2 separate regions of the Mus musculus genome follow, and region 1 is linked to region 2. Evidence: chromatin contacts called from public Hi-C data. All regions are on one chromosome and are shown on one strand. The core of a region is the stretch at or near the end of the contact, and the rest is flanking DNA. Distances in the headings are between cores, read along the strand shown.

Evidence for each region. A called contact is a pair of places that touch in the nucleus more often than the background predicts.
Region 1: a contact with region 2 is called in a Hi-C map of olfactory sensory neurons, with 2.0 times the contacts expected there. The contact joins the promoter of Erich3 here to the enhancer-like site in region 2. A contact is called at or near these places in 1 of 39 promoter capture datasets (hippocampal neurons), 1 of 15 datasets of contacts at CTCF or cohesin (the NIH/3T3 cell line), 13 of 484 Hi-C or Micro-C datasets (the AtT-20 cell line, bone marrow-derived dendritic cells, brain and 8 more), 1 of 115 datasets of contacts at active chromatin or transcription factors (neural progenitor cells) and 3 of 9 other capture datasets (adipose tissue, liver and pancreatic islet).

Annotation. Positions count from the first base shown.
Region 1 is chr3:154,708,184-154,714,171 of GRCm38.p6, forward strand. It overlaps Erich3 (glutamate rich 3), which reads left to right and starts at 2,950. Exons shown (of 7, transcript NM_175176.3): 1 at 2,950-3,147; 2 at 5,691-5,909. The coding sequence starts at 3,136. Gm20389 (predicted gene 20389) reads right to left here and starts at 3,164. Exons shown (of 2, transcript NR_166197.1): 1 at 2,552-3,164; 2 at 473-871.
Region 2 is chr3:154,665,285-154,671,116 of GRCm38.p6, forward strand. It overlaps a transcript of Erich3 not described here. Among named protein-coding and RNA genes, the nearest start is that of Erich3, 43 kb to the right of the region's middle. Within about 2 kb of position 2,692, at least 8 of the 459 cell types and tissues checked have an H3K27ac peak or open chromatin away from gene starts, as enhancers often do. A contact at or near this core is called in the NIH/3T3 cell line and olfactory sensory neurons, where this site is marked.

The sequences.
Region 1 (5,988 bases), core at 1,700-4,199, 43 kb after region 2:
TGAAATCAAAAGTTTTAGCAGTGTGTGCACGCATGTTTCTCAAGATGTTATGAGAGCCAGTGCTTGGTAGGAGTTTCTGGCTGCCAGGTTTTTCATGTGTTTATTTATATATGCTTTTGCAGAATGGAAGATCTGTGGCTCACCACCCTTTAGAGTCAATGTACAAAATTCTATTCATGAATCATTTATATACCATCTATCTCACACCACTTTGCCCACATACGCCTGCCCTATTCTTGGCATGTTTTCTACTGTCTTAGTAGAATAGGACAACTGGGCCAAAGCTTTATTTTTTTTTCCACTTTTGACGCATTGCTAATCTTTATACTAAACTTATAATATTCTGTTGATGCTCCCAAAGGCACTTATAATGTTCCACGCTGGCACTTTTTGTATTCGCTGCAGTACATTCTTGATTGGAAAGTGTCTCTGTTGGGGGCTCAGCAGGAAACAGATGGCTCATACAAATAGAGTAATTACAAAGTTGTTTAATAAACTATTTAGGAAGATACAGCAGGGTGAAGAAAAGCCAACTAGGGATGGTAAGCCTGCTGGGGTCAGCACAATGGAAAGCCACAGTCCCTAGGTTGAAGAGGAGTCTGGATGGGAAGGATTGAGTTCTAGAAGAAGTAGGTAGGTCCCATAGCAGGTAAGGACTTCCCCATAGAAGCATAAACACTTAGGTGGTAGAAACCATTTCTGCCCTGCAGGATTATGGAAATAAAGGCCTCCATTTCATCTTCCAATCTTCTCTGATATCCTTCTTCTCCTTGGTAGAATCTAATTTCAGTCCTGAGGTTGGTTAGTAAATTCCTTAAGAAATTGCTTACAGGGCCCAGAGCTCCTCAGACAGAGAAGGTAGACAGGGGATCTAGAAGAACAAATGGACAACTCTCAGTGTGGAAACATCCATTTTTATGTCGTGCATTCCAGTTTGGTCAGCTATAATGTTTCATCTTGTTTTCTTACATTTTTAGAAAGCAGTTGAAGATATGTAATTGGTGGTACATTATAGCCAAGCACCTGCCTTTCCTGGTGTCTGCTTTTACTTTGGGTGCCAACCTTGCCGCGTAATGAATTCAAAGTAGATTTTATATTGAAAACATTGAAACTGAAATGAGTCTGTTCCAATAATATCCTTTCAGTTCTCTGAAAGAGGACATTATTTAACTTAACATTTAATTGAGCAAAGCCATTTTTTTGCCCATATTCAGCACAATAAAGAATTTACATTATGAGCAAAAATATAGGACTACAGTAGAGGCCATCTCTTTTGTCTAGAGGGCTCCATCCAGGGTATTTGGTTATGTAGAAGACTTCAACACCATATGTTTTAACAAATACTTTGGGGTCAGAAGGGTAGATATAATGGAAGGATATAATTAAAGTTTAATCTGTTCAGTAAAAAGGCACCATTAATTACTCTGGGTAATTTGTTGGGTTATTAATTGGTTCTGGAAACATGTCAAGGTACTAATTTAAATGGAATTTTCCCCCATCATCGTCTAGACAGCCCCTCGACCATATACTGCCCCAGGAAATATGCAGCCTCCGGTTCGTCTGCAGCCTCTTCTCAGTAGTCGCCAAACGAGAAACGGTTCAAAGATAACTTCAGGGTCCAAACCCAAAGGCTCATTGCTGGAAAGCGAAGCTCTGTTTCCTCTTGGGGTAAATGTTCTTTTCCTTAAGAAACATCTCTTTTTCAATTATTGATTAAAATCACGTACTATTAAAGTTTTTAAGATGCCGTATTTTCACCCACACAGGGAAACTTGCACTGTACGTTCACGGAGCACTTACTCTGTACTTGTGATAAGTGTACATTGCTGCAGTGAGAAGGCCTACTTTTCACGTCATTGTACAGGATCTGTAAGGGGTGAAATTTTGATGACATACAGTGCTTAGCTCACTATGAGCCAAATGGAAAATAAAGGTGCTCTGTCCCCAGTCACATATGACTTTCCCCCAAATGACCCTGTGTGGACTCCTTTCAGATTTTAGCACATGAGAACCAGACAATGGGACTCTGCATGGCAGGCCTGTGTTCATGTTGGGACTCTATCCTATCAGTGTGTAGAGTTACTTGGAGGGCGAATTATAGAAGGAAGGAGAGTCTATCTTTTAAATATGCTGAAGTCATCAACCTAAGAGATTGATGCTGCATACCTTTCAAGGTGCTTTCTTCGGTAATTTCTGCTCATTAGAGTGTGAGTTGGCTAGGTATAGTTACTATAAAATAGAATCTACCTAAACAGGGAGGAACAGGCCAGGCCATTCCCAATTTGGGGAGAGGCTGTGTTCCTAACTTGCAGAAACATTTGTGAGCTTAAGAATTGGTGTCATGAACATAATTGTCATTACAGGACAGGGACAAATGGGCTTCATTCCTTTCTATGAAATACTACTCACAGACCTAAGAAACAGTGCCCTCGCTCTGACACATGCCCTGCATGCAGACGAAGTGGTTTCACTTCACACTAAATACTCAGACGCAAGTGCAGCACCTCAGTCCATTGAAGGTGGTTTTAGCTCATGAGAATGGTTTACATACCTTACTCAGGTAGTCTCCCGGCAGCTTCCTAAACACCAAAAGAAGGTAATTGGGAAATGATTTTCTTTTGGGGGGAGAAACTTCTTGAAGTGAGGCAGGCTCCTGGGTCTTAGATCTAGGGTACAGTTGAAGGCTCATATTTTGAAGACCATTTCAGCCACTGTCCAGGAGTAGCCAAAATCCTTTGTTAGTTTTTAGTAATCTAAAATAGATTTGTCTCGATCAGGGACAATTAATTCACCAAAAGTTATCAAATGGTCAAACTTTATAGCAACAGTGTTTTCTCCCTGGTTGGCAGAGCCGCCTGGGAGGGAGGCAGACTCACAATGAGAAGGTTGCCTGGTGACCATAGAATCAGAATGGGGCTGTGACTCAAGGCAGTATTCCTGGATCAGGTTAAGGCTTCCTGAGGTGCCCATCTCATCTCAGGAATGAGCTTACCCAAAACACCAGAGAACTCACAGGTCTTGGCCTAAACCTCTCTGTGTCCTCCGGGGTTAGCTTAGCCCTTGGGGTTGGGCATACTCAAAGCCTGCTGGGTAGAACTTCCTTCCCCATAGACAGTGCTTCAATGGGTCCTCTCCATGTTTGCCAAGGTGATTACATTCTTTCTAAGCTTCTATAGTTCTAAGTTCTATCTTGGTGACCTTTTTTTCCCCCCTAGACATAAGAACACCACTAGGGAAACGACAGTCTTTGACATCTAGGGACTGAACTTTTCACCTTTCAATGATTTTCCTCCAAATTTACTCTGAGGCACTGTCTACAAGTGATCTCTCTATGTATACATTGTGAACCAATATATAATCTCATCTCCCTGCTTATAAATTTTGAGAGTGTGGGTTACTTCTGAAGGAAAGTCATTGAGTAGCTTACATACACCAAGAAGTTGATTAGTTTCATGTTAGCTCCAATTAGCTATATCCAATGAATATTTTGGGCACTTATGACAGGCTAGATGCTGATGTAAGAATGAGTGTTATTATAGATTACCAAGGAAGACAGAAGTCATTTGCTGGAGCTTACAGTGTAATATGTGTAACCTAAATACACTATGAAAAGACAGGCTTTTATTAGTGGTATTGATGGTGAAAGAGTTGACTACCAGACAAACTCCTTATAAAAGACAGTGGTCTGTAGTGTTGCTAAGTATATACTGAGCACCAGGTAGACCCCCTTGCTTTGCTGAAATGCTGGAGAGGATAGAGGTCTAAGGATTGGAAGACCACGGAGAAGACCAGGTTGAGCTTGTCACAGCAGCCAGAGTGAGCATCTTTTGGGAAAAGTGACCTAGTCAACAACAGGTTGGTTTTGATGCCACTAAGTAAAACTAATCCTGTGGCAAAATTTTCAAATATTCAGAGGGAGTCTCTCTTGTCAGGGGGCATCAGCACAAGTGTCTTCAAGGCCCCACCTGATGGTATACCACCATCATAACCTATAGAAATCTATCCCAGGAAAACACATACGTGCAAAGGAAGAGTTACGTACCCTTTGAGCTGTCATATTTACAGTGGTAAACAAGTGAGAAAGACTACATAATACAGTATAAATGCTTAAGAACTTAAAAATACAGTGCAATTATATGTAACGGTTTAGAAAATTATCCAATATACAAACAAAATGAGCATTATTTTTAGAAATATTATTAAAATCATTTCCAAAACAGGACAAAGAGCTGATACCCAATTGTGCTATTTGTTTTTAAAAGTGATTAAAAAATTGTCCAAATTTCCAATGTTCTAGAATTTAATATTTGTATTATGTTCATTTAATTTTGGTTTGATATTCTGGGCTCAGTCTATTGGAGAAATAAATTGAAAACAAAGTAAGAATATCAATAAAATTTAACAACCGAACAATAGAGTCTGCTTACACAAAAGTGTTGGTTTTATTCAAGATTTGGGCTGTCCATGCTTTGACTTAACCTGCCTTTATTGATTCAGTAACTAGTGCCCTTGGGAGAGCCTTTCTTAAAATTTTTATTATTAAGCATCTCAAAATATAGACTAAAGTTGTTAAAAATTAGTTATGAGTACAAAAATCGAAATGTAATGTCAATTTATAATGTACTTATACTATATATATGTATTTATATATATAATTTTTTAAGGTCAATTGGTGTAAAATGGATAAAAACATCTAAGTCTCTTAAAATTTGGAAATTTACTTCAGATACACAAAAAGTAATCAATTTGTACAAATGTTTACATGCAAATCTATCTGATAAATATTTTTGGATATACATTTAAAGATTTTAAATGACTATGGTAAGGTATCTTGATTAAAATCCTAAACAAAATAAAGAATATATATATATATCTCCCAAAGATAAATTAATATTTAAAAACTTCTATTTGCTTTTTAAATCAAACTCTACATGTAAATTACTTAAAAGAAATATTGCTTGTACTATTATGTAAGAATAGATCCACATTTCTATACACCGGTGAGACTATATAATATAATTAAAGAATCAAAGCAAATTTAAGGAACCATTTTTCTATTTATGGATTTTTAGGGTGCTAAAGTTTTTATGGTTCAGCTGAATTTCCACATCTTTTATATATACACACACTTACACATGTGTATCTGTATGCCCAAATGCACAATTTATGGCAGGGTATTAATACTTGTGCAGTTATCTACATAGGATTTATTGCAGGACTTGGAGGTCAAAGAGTGTTTTCTTTGAAATTTGGTGGATAGTTTTGATTGTCCCAAAGTTTGAAGATTTCAAGCAAGCACACTCACTGGTGTTTGATTACAGGCTTGCTTCTCCTGCCTGTTCAATCCTTAGGGTGTATAAGATCAGAATGTCTCTATTGCCCAGTACAATGACAGCCCTACTTCAGGGTCCAACCCTGCAGACCTTCCAGTGCAAAATTAACTAAGTTTACTCTCTCAAAATCTTCTATTAAAACCATATATTCATACAAGGTTAGAAATATGTGCTTATTGAATTTGCAATAGATACAAACTGATTTTCATAGGCAGGAGCATGCGTTTTATCAGCCATGAATGGGAGTTTGGTGTGTTGTTCTCAGCTGGGTTTGTGACAGTCATCCAAGCTTTGATTTGGGCTGTACTGGGGCTCAGCTTGTGTGTCATTGGGTCTTACATCATGATGTGATTACAGGGAAAGAAGGCAATGATGAAATTCAGGAACTACATGGACCATTCCCAGAAGGAGGATCTCTACCAACTCCCACACATTAACAGTTACCACACACCTGTTCCTCCAACACCGCAGCCCCAAGCAGGAAAGAACTTCAGGGATAAGAGGTTGGAATCTTGGAGGAGGAAGAGGCTGCGTCCCATCACGGCTCCCAATGGCCTTGAGCCTCTCTTTGCCAAGGTGATTATGGCCAACGTGATCTTTTATTACCGTAACACTAGTGATGGCACACCGGCTGGGTTCTAGATCTGTAGTGTAA
Region 2 (5,832 bases), core at 1,442-3,941:
TCTAAGCTGTCCTGCTGGAAGGTGGTTTCAGAACATTTTGGAAAGTAAGGGCACCGTGCTAAATCGAATTTTGGTGCTTTGATGTTTTGCTGCTGAGTTTCTGAGCAACTGTAGTTGGCCATGGGTCCCATGGGATGGGAATAACATGTTTTCTGCAGATGCTGTTGGCACTTTGTCTGAATCCAGGAAAATGAATGTGTCCGTCACGGTCTCTTCCTATGTTTGTCAAGTTTTTGACTAAGTTAGAATCTGATTATTCCATTTAATCATTTATGTGAAAATACAGGCAAACCTGCATTTGCTTATTACACTGTGCCAGGATTAAGATTTCAGAAACAGAAGTCAAAATTTTCTGAAGCCTCACTAGTTACGAGCACACGGGGAAAGGGGACTGAATAAACATGCGCACTGTGCGGCACTGTTCAAGGAGGATGTGGGGTTGGCACACACATCCTGCACTAAGATGCAAAGCTTCTTGAAGTATTAGCTCCATGCCTTATATGCTTTGCTTCTCTGTATCTAGGACTGTTCAGGGTAAGGGTAAGCTTAAGAGTCACTGGTTGAATGAGTGGTACTGGCTGATAGGGCATGTGGTCACCAAAGAAAAGCTTGTTAGAGCAGACATTCAATACGTATGCGAGCCAGGTTCGGCTCTGGTGTAAACATGAGATATTTCATTGACTACAGAAAAAGAGAGAGTAATGACTGAGGTTTCCACAGACAGTGAAGATCAGGACCGAGAGGTTTCTAAGATGCTTCAGCTTGAAGGGCCAGGGCCGAAACATAAAGCCAGCGTCTCTGGTCAGCTTGTGCCCTTCATCATCCCATGCAATAATCTAATATACATGAGCATTAATGTGTAGAACTTTCATTCAGATCAGATCAACATCTGATAAATTGCAGACACAGTGACCAAATATTACTATAGAGGATGGCAATAATTTTTTAATAGTGCCTGTGTAAGTACGTTGTGATTGCTTTGTAAAAGTAAATAGATGCGAGCTACAGGGCTTACAATGTTAACTCTCATCACTTGAAAAGCAAAACTAGACAGGTCTCTATGATTTCAAGACCAATCTCCTGCACCTAGGAAGCTCCAGGCTAGCCAGAGCTCCACGAGGAGACTCTATTTCAAAATAAGGGAACAAACAAACAAATGGAAACCATAAGCAGAAATGTATTTAGTCTACATGCCTTAAACTTCACCCAAGAACAAAAGCACTCAAATTGACGCAAGTCTCCTCCTCAAATAAAAGGGGTAATTATTTCTCTTGTTTATGTTACCATTTGGAAATAGTAAAAGTTTGAGTAGCAAATAAAGGGTCTCATCAAAGCTGAGATGCCTTCTTCATCATTCATAATTATTACATTTTAAAGATAAGATGGCAATAAAGTGCAGTTTTACCATAAACCAGATATTGTGCATCTGAACTTCCTCCTGTCGGGTAGTAGCGGCTGATGCTTTCCCCTGGCTCTTCTCCCCTCGGAGTTGCTCACCTACTTAATTACATCATCAAACACTGGATATAAAAGGCACACAGGGCCCCATGCGGGCTTTGTTCAGATGGAGTTTGGGAGTAAATAAAAATGATCCTAAAAAGTCTTGCAAAGATAACATAGACGTCACGGTTCCGCTGCCTCTCCGTTTGGTGGATACCAACTATGAAACATCATCGCCAGTTCTACTGTCTGAAATGAAAGGAGTTTTAGAGTGAATTCATGGACCCTCCAGTTTACTAGGTCCCACCCACTTTGCTGGTTCTATATGAGTTTGAGGCACTCTGACTCAGGATGGAATGGGGACTCTTGCATCCTCCAGCTTAGATAAGAATAAAACATATAGCCCTTTCTTCATGCTCATCTCTGAATCTACCTGGCTTTGGGTCTCTGTCTGAGAGAGCCAATCGACTGAGAAGAGCCATCAAATATACATTTTTGAGTAAAGAAGAGAGAAAAGTTATACTTCATAACAAGGAAAAATGCAGAAAATATAGCTTTAAACTGTTGTATTTCCTGATAACTCCAGAGAGCCAAATAGTATCAGTTGTGCATCTTTAGAGAGTATGTAGATTCCCTGGTGACACTGTAATCCACTCATTTGTGCACAATAGATGTGTCCATTACACGCTTGAGCAGTCTTCAGGGTCTTTCCCTCCATCCTTAACCATCAGGCCCTCAGCAGAAGATTCTAGTTCACTGCTCATGCCGATCCCCCAAATCATCCCTTTAATACAGAATTTCAGAGTTGCTATTTTTTAAATATCTGAATTTGTTTGGTAGTTCTTCTGAAGGCCAACGTGCTAATTTTAGGAAACAAGTTGGTTCCACTTAATGGTTGGATTTAACAGGTTCGCTAGCCCTGGCTTCTCCTCTGATCTTATGCCACAATCCTAAATGTTCTTTTTAGTATGGATACCATGACTCTTCCTTATTCTGAACAAACCCATTCATACAAAGAGATGCGAGTGGGGAGGGGCGTTTGTCCTGGTAATAGCATTGCTTTGAAGTCCTTCAGAGCTGAGCATCAAAACCTCAGGCACCTGGGCCCCATAAATGTTCAGTTTAATGGCTCCCCAGAGCTTTCAGCTGCTTCTGAGGCAATGAATTGGGAGCTTTTGGATTTTTATTCAGACTAGTTGCCCGGTGTGGAAGGTGTTTGTTGTAGCAACCCCTAGACTATACGTAAGATTGTCCCTTCACACCTCTCCTTTCCTAAGCCCCATGCTCCCCAGTGGGATAACAGAGAGTGTGGGCTACCTCACCTTCATGGAAGCAGAAGGGGGGTTATAATTTGTAGTGGGGCAGGTATGAGGATGTGGGGATGAGTGAAGTAAACATTTCCCATTTTAAGAAAGCACAGGAGGAAGCTGAGAGTAGAGTTAGACGTCTACTGAAGCTAGCCTTGCTCAAGTGTCTCCAGGAAAGTCTTTTACGGTATCCTGTGACTGTGCAAATCCAAGTTTACAAACTGATTTAGAGACCAGCATCATCATAAGGTCTTGTAGGGTCCCCTGCTCTCATCTGTTCTCTGAGCCTCTGCTTAGGAACACAGGAAGGAGAGACTGAGTATTCTTCAGGTTATTTGGACTAAGAGCAAAAAGGGAAAGTACAGCTTTTCTGACTGGATTCTTAACTCCTAACATAGCACCAGGATAATCTAAGCCTGAGGGAGCATGTATTTCTGAACCTTCAAATTTTTAGCTGAACATTGTGGTTTGAATAATTGTTGGCTTTAGGTGGATAATTCTGTTGGTGTTAGGATTTTAGGATTCTGGAAAGTCACTTCTAAGGAAAACCTCAAATTCTGTAGTTAGTTTTGAGTCTTCTGTGACTCATTTCGATCCAGACCAAGACATATGGTATGGAGTGAGAATCGTGGCTCCTCCCTCCCTGAGCATCTTTCCTCCCCTACACAGATTGCAGAATACTACATGGTATGTGATGATTTCATAAATACCAAGTGTAAAGGGAAACTCTCACATTTAAGTGGCACTAAAATCAGCACAAAGAAGCAGAGCACACACCGCAGCCTTTACACTGTGTTCTGTGAGTGTCTTTGTCATTTTTTCTTCAGATTGTAAATCCCCAAATGGTATGACTGTGTGCATACTTTACTACAAATAGCAGAACAGTTGGCTAGTTCAAGGAAAACTCTCAACTAGCAAAGACGTAAAGTGATCAGACATATATTTGTACTGTGTATTCAAGTGCAGCATTTAAGGTAAGTATATTTGAATAGTTATTCTTTATTTTTTGCATAAGTGACTATCTGTCCAAACTGCGTTTGATAATGAGGTTATGCAGTGTCTCCAGACTTGGGTGTGTCAACACACTCTCCCTAGTTGTTTTCTTCCTTCCCTTGGCTTATTTGTCTTTATTATCCAAGCGAAGCACATGTAAAGCAGTTGAGTAGTGAATTATGTGTAGAACCCCATGTTGGTTTTATAGGTTAAACAATTTTCAAGAACTTGTACCTTCACCTAAAACAGTCAAGCAGAATATTCCAGCTTTGGAAAACTGATCTTTTTTTTCACTCTTGTCTCCCTCCAGTCCAGAAAGGAGACACATCCTTCACTGGCAACATTGTTGCTACTTGGCCCAAAGTAACTCATCTGGGAGCTTGGCTCATTGGACTAATGTGTCTTCTGCAGAGAGAGGAGGGGATGTGACAAGCTGAACAGAGCACTTTGAATAGTCATGCTTTACTGTGATTCTGTTGGTGTTAGGATTTTAGGCTTCTAGAAAATTGTTACCAAATCATTGCTTGTACAGTGAGCCTCAAGAAATAAACATAAACAGTGAACAACCCTGGAACGTGGAGAGATAGTGGTCTGGATTCTTTAATAATTTCTCATTCTCTTTCGAGTCCTCTCTGATCCTTGATCCCTTCTCCCTATCTCCTTCCTGTGGCTGATTCTTGATCTGAGGAAGGCTACTGTGATGTGGAGCCTCATCTACTTAAAGATACATGGCTTCCTTATGGTCTTCCCCTCTAGCACAGCTGTCAGCACAAATGTGGTAGGACCCAGAGGGTTTGCCTTAGTCAGGGTTTGTATTTCTGCACAAAACATCATGACCAAGAAGCAAGTTGGGGAGGAAAGGGTTTATTTAGCTTACAATTCCACACTGCTGTTCATCACCAAGGAAGTCAGGACTGGAACTCAAGCAGGTCAGGAAGCAGGAGCTGATGCAGAGGCCATGGAGGGATGTTACTTGCATACCATGGCTTGCTCAGCTTGCTTTCTTATAGAACCTAAGACTACCAGCCTAGGAATGGCACCACTCACAATGGGCTAGTCCCTCTCCCGTTGATCACTAATTAAGAAATGCCTTACAGCTGGATCTCATGGAGGCATTTCCTCAGGGGAGGTTCCTTTCTCTGTGACAACTCCAGCTTGTGTCAAGTTGCACACAAAACCAGCCGGTAGAGGGTTCCTGTGCCATTTCTGATTGGTCATCAATGGTTGCATTCTGTTTGCAAGCATAGAAAATCCAGAACCAAGCTTTCGAGGTGCTCAAGAAAGACATTCTTAACTTCTATGCCTTGTGTGGATGCTGCCTCCAGAAACTGGTCACTGTTCTGGTTATTCTGTTGTTGTAGGCTCAGTACTGCACATCTCAGATGGTGACTGTATTGGAGATAGATCTTTAAATAAGTAATGAGTGTAAAGATCCCCAATCCAGGCTGACTTGTGTCCTTACAATAAATAGCCGTAGACACAGATGTTCACACACAGAAAGGCTGGGACATTACAAACGTGGTGGTCATCCATGAGCCAATGAGAGAAGCTGGCGATGATCTTTCCTCAATAGTCCTCAGGAGCAATCAACTCTGTAGACACTGGCCCAAAGTCAGTGTTTTTAGCTCCGGGAAGCCCAAGAAGATAAATGCATGCTGTGTAGGTCACCTGCCTGTTCTGTGATATGATTTTATGACAGTCTTAGTGAGCTAACCAACTTTTTTATAATAGCTGAAAGCTTTTATTACCTGGTCCTGAAAAGCTGAAGTAAGTCTCTGTCCGGCAGTGGGTGCAGGGAAATAAAGGGGGTGGGAGAGAGCCCGTGTCTGATGCTCTGGGGCGGGCAGGACTGCTGCATGCTTACTTCGCTGCCCAGGTGGGCATCTGGCTGTGGAAAGCCATGGAACTACAGTCTGTGGAGGTAGAGAGGGAGCAATCCGGGGTCTCTGGGCCAGAAATGACAGGTTCTCAGTCTTGGACATCCCAGACATTGCTGTATGTCTCGGACCAGCTGAGAACGGGCCCTAGGACAGACTCTGGTCCAGGGGCTAAAGGGAGGGTAGGGGGAGAACCCTGGCAGTTTACCGCTGGG